Linked DNA regions of Mus musculus: regions 1 and 2 are each linked to region 3. A link is a contact called in public Hi-C data. All regions are on one chromosome and are shown on one strand. Each heading gives the region's core, a stretch centred on a gene start, on an enhancer-like site or on the middle of the called end of the contact. The rest is flanking DNA. Distances are from core to core; before and after follow the strand shown. Region 1 overlaps Gm38475 (a long non-coding RNA gene). Region 2 has its middle 25 kb from the start of Tuba3b. Region 3 overlaps Rassf8 (Ras association (RalGDS/AF-6) domain family (N-terminal) member 8).

Region 1 (2,826 bases), core at 282-2,781, 210 kb after region 3:
CTGGGCAATCTCTGGCTATTTTTCAGAGGGAGGCTTTAGGCTTTCTCTATTCCAACAAGTGGGGTCAAAGACACTGGGTTAAGAAAATCAGAGTTATTCATTGACCATGTTAAATGGTAACGTCACACAGCACTGTTACTTCTAAATCTTTCCAGACCTCTAGGCTTAGGTGAGACTTCAGTAGAGCCTTAGAGGGGACTCGCTTCTCTCTCTCTCTCTCTCTCTCTCTCTCTCTCCCTCTCCCTCTCCCTCTCCCTCTCCCTCTCCCTCTCCCTCTCCCTCTCCCTCCCCCTCTCTCTCTCTGTGTGCCTTTCTGTCTGTCTGTCTCTCCCTTCCTCTCTCTCCCTTTTCCCTTTACACTACTTTGTTTTCCTATGAACACTAATACTACTTAATAAAAAATTTACATTGATTTATTTTTTTTCATGTGCTACACACTGTAACAAATATCTGGGATAAATCAACTTAGAAATAGGAAAGGTATGTTTTGACTCAGTTTCTGGTTGCCTGTTCCATGGCATCCAGCTTGTGGTAGCAATGCATTGTGGAAGGAGAAATCTTGTTCACCTTGTGGTAGTCCGGGAGTAAAGAGAGAAAGGGAGAGGGCAGGATCCGATTCTCCTAGCAAACCATGACCTCCTGTAGCTCCAGAGGCTGGGTACCAATCCTTATACACAACTCTTTGGGGTATAGTCACGACCCCTGCTATCTCATTTGTGTGAGACTTTAACTTCAGAACGTAGAATAAAAGCACGTAGTGTGGATGATCCACCAACCACTACTACTAATTGAAAATCTGAGTGAATTGTCATTTGCACGGCACCTGTTGTGAAGTAAGCACTGGGTAGATAATAGACTGCAAAGCAGTTCCCAATGCTGGTGCCTTACCTGGAGGTGGCATTGTGCAGAAAACTCTGTGAGCATCAGGGCAAGACTAAGGAGGTCGCATATTCTCAACAGCCCTCTGCCTTTTGGGCCTCTGGGCTGCTGCCAAGAAAGCAGCGCCTTTCATGGGGTCAAGAACCTTGAGGCTGTTTTGATTAATTCTTTTGAACTTGAAAGGTGCCTTTGATGTTCTTTGGAGTGTGTGAAGAGAGCTAGCATACAGGGAACTCTGAGTATACTGGCCAGTCATGCTGTTCTGTGTCCTCTCGGGTTGCGGGTTACAGCAGTATGTGGGACCGAAGTCGGCTCTCCTCCACAGCAGTCCATCTATCCCGCCTCACTGAATGACTGGGGTCTGGCTTTGAATGATCTCTCAGTTTCAGTATGACAGCTCTTGAGCACTCCCCTAGAGATTTGTTGTTTCTCCAACCCAGCTGCTCTTTCCCCAGCAAGCACGGAGTACAAGTTACTTCGTTTTGAACACAAGAGAACCCTTAGACCACTAAAAACAGAAGCAGAATCTTGGCTGCTGATGTGGAACCTGGGTGCTGTGTGGTGCAGAGCATTGCACTCTGGGAAAGAGCTTCAAGGAAAGCCTCACCAGCCCATGACAAAGCAGTGCTCGGTTTCCTGGGAAGGCTGTAACCCTGGCAAGGGAACTGCATGCACAGACTCCTCCCAATATGTGCTATTCAACCTTAGTGTAGGATCCCAGCCAGTGTGCTCAGTGGATCCCCGGCTTCCTCGTAGGCATCTTCACTCTGCTTGCAGGGTTGATAGTAAAAGCTCTGGGTCAAATTAACACGGCGCTTTGTCAGTTCATCTGTAGCCACTCTCTCACAGAGGTATTTGCATGTATGTGTAACAGAACTCATGTCAGTTAGCCAATCAGCTAGCATGCAGGGCTTCGTGTGCTGTGGCATCCTCAAGCACACTTCGTAATTTCCTACAAGTACCTTGCTGCTTCTGTCTCACATGTCTGTATCTTAGACTCCACAAGATGCCCTTCTTGGCTCCCAAACCTACAATGACAGGAACTGTGAAGTACCGACACACTCACATGCAGTCTCGCCTATGTACACTTACACACATGCTCACACAGTAAGAGGCAAAAGAGAACCTGACACGTCTGTCTCCATGTATGTTGGTGTGTGTGTGTGCATTCATAAAACAACAATTAAAGAAACGAGGTCATACATTTGAGAGAGAGCAAGGGAGAGAGTCTGTGAGAGGGGAAGTCTTGGAAGGAGGACAGGGAGGGGAGAAGTGATATAATTTCAAGCATAACTTATTAAAAAGGATCCTGAGATCTAGATCTGCTCTGAGGTTTTGCCATTTGCCGGCTTGAGAAGGCCAAGCTGCTACTCGATTTGCTGATTTGAAGTGGCCAGAGAGCAGAGCATAACCATTTCCACAACCACCCCATTTTTTAACATGATTTGTGTGTGTGTTAAAAATAAATCATCAACAAATAAATGTCTCAGCAGGCACAGCCTTTGCAGCACCTCGCTGTTTAAGTGGAGCTAAAATAGCAGTCCAGGGTAGAGCCCGAAAGAGGACATCGTGTGTCCCCTACTTGGGCCTTAAGCAGCAGCAGGTTAAGACCGGCACAAGAAAGTACCCAGGAGCCACGTAGGAGAGAGGAAGCAAGGGAAAGGTTAGGATGGACATGAAGAGGCAAGCGGGAATCTGCCTGCCCTGAGCTAGGTTGGTCCTGATGATAAAGGGTGACCTGGGTGCTGAAGGCATGAACCTGTCACAAGGTGTCCCAGATTCTGAGCAGCAATCTGGGAAATAGGGAAACTGCTTGGCTCATTTGGAGCTACCAGAATGGAGAAAGCATTGTTTGTATGGCCATTTTGATTATTTATTATATTGGAGGAGTCCAGAAATGGTGACTGGGATTTTCATACCCCACGGTTCTGACACCCACGTCAGCTC
Region 2 (2,861 bases), core at 156-2,655, 150 kb after region 3:
CCCTTGCGGGTGTCAGGCGACTCCGCTGGCAAGGTAGCCCGGGGCTCGAGTCGAGTGGAAGGGGTTTGTGCCCCAGATCAAGCCCAGGTAGCCTGCTTCCCTATGTACCACAGCCTCAGGTTCCGAGCGATTGGATTGGGGCAGGCGCTGTGTTCCACTCACCAGAGGTCTTAGGAACCCGTGGGGAGTCCTGTGTGCGCCCTTGCGGGTGTTGGGCAAGACTCTGCTGGCAAGGTAGCCCGGGGCTCAAGTCAAGCGGAAGGGACTTGTGCCCCAGATCAGGCCCGGGTAGCCTGCTTCCCTATGTACCTCAGTCTCAGGTTCCGCGCGATTGGATTGGGGCAGGTGCTGTGTTCCACTCATCAGAGGTCTTATGATCCCGTGGGGAGTCCCGTGTGGGCCCTTGCGGGTGTTGGGCAAGACTCTGCTGGCAAGGTAGCCCGGGGCTCGAGTCGAGCGGAAGGGACTTGTGCCTCTTCTTCAGTATTTTAACAGGAATCTTTTCCTAAGTCTTTTTTTCTCTTTGCCATTTGGTTATATGCCCGGACTGACAGAAGCAGAGCTGATTTGATTTCACCTAGCACATTTGTGAGGGAATAAAAAAAGGAAGTTTTGGGAAATAACTTTCCCTAGACTCACAAATGAGGTGGAGTAACATATATCCCTCCCCCATCCCCACCCCTTGTTCCTAAAAAACAAGATAAAAATAGATCCTCTCTTCCACAACTGAAAGGGTTTGTTTATTTCCATTCTTTATAGTTGATGCCCTCCTCAAGGTAATGCCTGTATAAAGGGACATCATTATAGTTGCCTGGTTGTATAAAACACACACACACACAGACAGAGAGAGACAGAGTATGAGAGAAAGAGAGAGAGAGGAAGAGAGAGAGAGAGAGATTGATTGATTGATTGGTTTTCTTCTTGATGGGAAAAGTTGTATCTACTTCTATGTACTCCTACTTGGGTCACAGCAGTTACCAAGCCTCCAGAACAGACCTTTAGCTGGAGTATTTATTTTATTGGCACATCAGCACAGGACACTGCCGTTACAGTCTGAGGTTGCACAAGTACATTGTTAAAGTTGGAAGGAATTTTCTGGAAGAAAACAGATTTTCACTCCCACATGATTTTGATTTTATAGTAGACAATAACTTTTGGAATTCCTATTAAAGAAGAGGGCTGGTTTTCATAGATGCTTCTAGAAAAAACAATCCTGTCTTCTGCCAATAGGCAATCTTAAAAAACTGCATAGGTGCCTGTGAGCCCCTCAGTTAGCCTGCGGACTTACTGCTCTGCCCATTAACACAGATGTTTACTATCTGGTGTGACCTCGGATCTAAGAGAAGCTAACTCTGGGGTTACAGTTGGAAGAGCAGAATCTTGGCAGTGGTTCTGTAACTATTTATAGAAACAATCTGCTTTTTTTTTTTTTTGCTGGCCAAAAGTCTTCACAAATGAAGTAACAGAGGCCGGTGTTCAGATGTTTGTTTCTGGGCATTTGGTTGTTTATAAATGGTTGTCTTCTAGATCGTTTTCCAAAAAATGTCTTTCCTTATACACCAGAGGACACTGTTTTTAACAAACAAGGACAATAACAGGTCATTGTCATGGGATCAAGACTTCAAACAGATTGTTTCTTCTCTTCTTCTGGGTATTCTGGAAGAGTGCCTGAAACCCTGCACAAGGCTCGATGCACAGCTGGAGGTGAAGTTAGAACAGTCACCTCAGGGTTCCACGAGGCTGAAGTCTGTCACAAGCAGCAGACAGGTGTCACAGAGCTGAATTTCCTCCCTTGTCCCAAGTTCAGAAAAGTTAAAAAATAGACTAATGATCCATGATTATCATAAAGTATCTAAGACAATCCATTCATCAAGAGAAAAAACTTATTTTAGCTCACAGTTTGGAGATAGCAATCCATGTTGGCTGACTCCATTCCTTTGGAGCCTGTGGGGAGGCAACTCGGCATGGCTGGCAGTTGTGTTGGAACAAAAGGCAGTCTCTTTGTGGCCCAGACACGAAAAGGAGAGAAGGAAACAGGCAGGACACATTCCTTGGAGGGCATGCCTTTATGACTGGAGGACATCTACCTTTTTAAACCCTTCACTGTCTTCAACAGTGCCAGGTAAGGGTCTAAGTTTGTACATGGACCAGCAGAAGCCTTTGTGATCCAAAAGACAGCACGCAATACGGCCTTCATGGAAGATGGGGAGCCCTGTATTACTAGGAAGACTTGGTTAAGGATGTTGAGGACCAACAGCTTTACCAGATGAGAACCCTGTGAGCTGTACAGTTCACCGGTGTGACAAGTTATGCCCACTGGTGCACAAGTGGCACAGACGTTATGAGAGTAACCAAATACTTTCTGGGTGGATTTAAGCCCTGCTCCACAGGGATAAGTGCAGGCCTGTTACTATCAGTTCACTCAAGAGCCCATGGCTGGGCAGCTCATGGGCCCAGGGACGAGGCCACTACTATTATTCTGCTAAGTGGACAAAGTATTAAAGTGACCTCTGAGTCTGTGGCCCTTTATTCGTAGATTAAATGTGAGCTCTCAGATCTCATCAAGGTTCCTTTGTGTAGTGGGCAGCAATTAAAGTGGAAACCCAGCACCAGCTGAAGTGCAGAGAATAAGACACTGGAGTGTTCCACGCTAAATGGAACGTGTACATTGCATCCTTCCCCTAGGCCCAGGGACCATCACAGAGGAGGTGGCAGAAATATTGTAAAGGTCAGAGGTTGGGGAGAGCAGGTTCCCTTGGGGGGGGGTGAGGACAATGTCTTCTGATCTTGACAGGACGGCTGCCCTCATGAACTCACAGCAGCAGTGGCCGCCTGAACAAGACCCATATAGAAGATGAAAC
Region 3 (2,948 bases), core at 292-2,791:
TGGAGACATGGCTCCATGGTTAAGGGTACTTGCTGCTCTTCAGAGAATCCTTTGGTTCCCAGCACCCATGCGCTGTGTCTCACACTGCCTCTAACTCCAGTAGCAGAAGACTGGCGCCCCTTCTGGCGGCACTGGAAACTGCAGTCTCTCTCTTTAGGTTACAAAAGGGCACTGAAATACTGTATTTCTACAAAACACTATTAAAATACTGAAAACACACTTAGGAAGTTACTATGTCTTAGGTATCAGAGGAGTGGCTAATGGTCCAGTAACATAGTAAGTATGTCCTGGCATCTGGGATGACCACCTTTTTGTGGTATTATGGGTTGTATTTTATAATACACAGCTGATCCTGATAACCACCCATGCTTCATGAGGAGGAAATGCATTCTTGAGGTTTTGTTCCAGGCTCAACTCCAGAGCTACTTACCTACTGGAACTGAATTTTAGAGAAAATTCAAATTCAGAATCACCACTAGCTTTTAAAAGAAATATTTCTCACTCAAATGATGCTTTTCTATTGCAAGCAGCTACCATGGGAGTTTCTGTTTCTCAATGACAGCCTGGAATTTTGCGATGGGGTCAGTACTGTTCCATGAGAGTTGCAGTCTGCACAGACAATCTGTGTGTGAAAAACACCCAATGCTGTATCTTACCTAGACAGGTAAATTTTAAAAGCCAGTTCCTGAACCCTGCTAGAGCTTTCTTAAAACAGAAATAAAGTGTAAGCATGTGGGCCCTGAGTCCCCCTCTAGGACTGTGAAATGGAAACAATGTGGATATATATTTCCACAGAAATGTCTTAGACCCCATGGCTTTTAATCAAAGATGTTTTTCTCATCTTTTGAATAAGACAATCTTTTAATCACAGGGAAAAACTAAGAATGATTTTAACATTAAGTATAAACCACCCATACCACTGACCTTCATTCTCACAAAAGGATGAGCCATTCACACATTCTATAGGATAATCTGTAACCCACAGGCAATGCTGCCCTTTACTTTGTTGCTACTTGAATTTATTTTCATCTCTGTTTTCAGCAGTCTGGGCCTCCTTGTAAGTTACTAACACCGCTCATTTAAAAAGTGAGCCACAAGAAATTAGACATTGAAAGACTGATGTGAGCCCACAACTGCCAGACAACCAGGCTGCATTAATGGCACACCAACCAAGCTGAGGATGCCGCCCGGTACCTGCCAGACAGCTGGGGCAGACAGGCTGCAGCTAGAGTATGAATCAGACAGTGTAGCTCTCTAGTCAACAGGTAAAACAAACAAACCAACAAACATGTTAAGTTATTGAGGTTTAAGGATTTATCACTAAACAGGAGTGCCAGCTGAATACTACCTGGGGTCTGGAGTTAAGGCTGACTATGCATGCAGGGCATGTGTGGTAGTAACAAGAGATACAGCCGGTAAACATGTAGCCAGAGACATTCACGGATGTGGAATGTGTGCCTGACACAGTCTGAAGTGAGGGGACATTAAGCAGAGGTGACCTGAGCTTTTTTGTTACTTTGGGGCTTATGGTTTTAGCCACCAGAGGTCACTCTTCCCTATTAGAAAGATGCAAGACAACACTGGCAAGGCTCTCCCAGCCGCTGGTTAGAGGAATGAAAGATGTGAGGGTAGATCTCCCCACCCCTTACCGCAGGCAGCAGAGAGCAGAAGACAGGAACCAGCACCAGAGACTAACAGACTTAAGTCCATCACTGAGGGCAGAGGAGAGGCTGTGGAATACTTTCCTGGCAATAGAGATCTGTGGAATAGCTGCCAAGCTAGTAAGATGTAAGGCAGAGTTGGAAGGGCTATCCAGAGTTCTTACTGTATAAATATGGCCACTCCCAGGCATTCCTCAGCTAAAGACTGCAGTGATGTTTAATATTGCTTCATAGAAGTGTAAAGTAGCCAGGGCTGCTTCAGGGCTCCACATATATGAAACCAAATAGAAGGAAGAGCCTGCACTGGTGGGCACTGGTGGGCACTGGTGGGCACTGGTGGGCACTGGTGGTGTGATTCAGAGCACAGGAGTGTGGGATGTAAGCTGAGACAATTCACATTTCTGAAAGCAGCCTGAGTTGAATAGCTAAACCCCATCTCAAAACCAAACCAAAGCAAAACAAAAGCCAGCTTAGTCTATCACTGCGCCTTCAGCCAAATATCCCACCCATCTTACGAAGGGTGAGACAAGTCTACTGCACTGTTTCAGGGGAGGCCTAGATCTGGCTGCAAGCAGGAAGCTCAAGGACGATCTACAGTGCTTCTCGATGACAAGGAACAATTCAGGAAAGACGCCTTGGTTAGCAAGGGGTTTAACCCTGACAACAGTTCCTTGTTTCACCACAAAAACATAAAGAAGGAGTGTGATAGAGAGCGAGCCGTTTCTTCATGAAGCCCTGTTTGGAGTATTGTATCCGGGACATTGACAAGGGTATTGCACATCAGTGTAACCTTGGATTCCTAAAACAACTTCCTCTACTGCAAAAGTAAAGTATGTTCACTGAAAACATCCAGAAAGTAGGAGAGGCTTTGAGGAAATAAAATCATTGCTGACTTGGGGAATGGAGCAGAGTGCAGCACGAACACTTTAAACACACAATTCCCATTGACAGTTCTGCCTCATAATTTATCTCCATCTCTCCTCAGATAACACAGCTGACAGTGTCACCAAGAACTGTGTGCTGCAGGCTGTGCCTCCTGTGTGCCCTTCCCTCACGTTTCCTGAAGTATCTTCCTCTTGGGATGACCCCACAGCATCAATGTTCTGGCCTCTCCTCTGTGCTCTCCTGTCCTGACTGCTCATCCCTCCTCCTATGCCTTCTCCCATCTGTCTGGTCCTCCCCAGCCTCCACTTGAGGATGCTCCCTCAAGGGTTAAGCATGTCTACAGAATCGCCAGGTCTACTTGCCTCTGTCCTTCCTTCTGGTGGCTTCCACTACTAGGGATGT

Evidence for each region. A called contact is a pair of places that touch in the nucleus more often than the background predicts.
Region 1: a contact with region 3 is called in a Hi-C map of uterus, with 4 times the contacts expected there. The contact joins two enhancer-like sites. A contact is called at or near these places in 1 of 484 Hi-C or Micro-C datasets (uterus), 2 of 115 datasets of contacts at active chromatin or transcription factors (T-cell acute lymphoblastic leukemia and astrocytes) and 1 of 9 other capture datasets (adipose tissue).
Region 2: a contact with region 3 is called in a Hi-C map of uterus, with 2.3 times the contacts expected there. The contact joins two enhancer-like sites. A contact is called at or near these places in 3 of 15 datasets of contacts at CTCF or cohesin (embryonic stem cells and stem cell-derived epiblast-like cells), 46 of 484 Hi-C or Micro-C datasets (B cells, the BV-2 cell line, the HL-1 cell line and 18 more) and 6 of 115 datasets of contacts at active chromatin or transcription factors (astrocytes, embryonic stem cells, hepatocytes and 1 more).

The regions. Positions count from the first base shown.
Region 1 is chr6:145,577,221-145,580,046 of GRCm38.p6, reverse strand. The region is part of intron 1 of Gm38475 (a long non-coding RNA gene); the gene reads left to right. Among named protein-coding and RNA genes, the nearest start is that of Gm38475, 36 kb to the left of the region's middle. Within about 2 kb of position 1,531, at least 32 of the 459 cell types and tissues checked have an H3K27ac peak or open chromatin away from gene starts, as enhancers often do. A contact at or near this core is called in adipose tissue and uterus, where this site is marked.
Region 2 is chr6:145,639,620-145,642,480 of GRCm38.p6, reverse strand. No RefSeq gene overlaps it. Among named protein-coding and RNA genes, the nearest start is that of Tuba3b, 25 kb to the right of the region's middle. Within about 2 kb of position 1,405, at least 16 of the 459 cell types and tissues checked have an H3K27ac peak or open chromatin away from gene starts, as enhancers often do. A contact at or near this core is called in uterus, where this site is marked.
Region 3 is chr6:145,792,059-145,795,006 of GRCm38.p6, reverse strand. The region is part of intron 1 of Rassf8 (Ras association (RalGDS/AF-6) domain family (N-terminal) member 8); the gene reads right to left. Among named protein-coding and RNA genes, the nearest start is that of Gm15704, 45 kb to the right of the region's middle. Within about 2 kb of position 1,541, at least 58 of the 459 cell types and tissues checked have an H3K27ac peak or open chromatin away from gene starts, as enhancers often do. A contact at or near this core is called in adipose tissue and uterus, where this site is marked.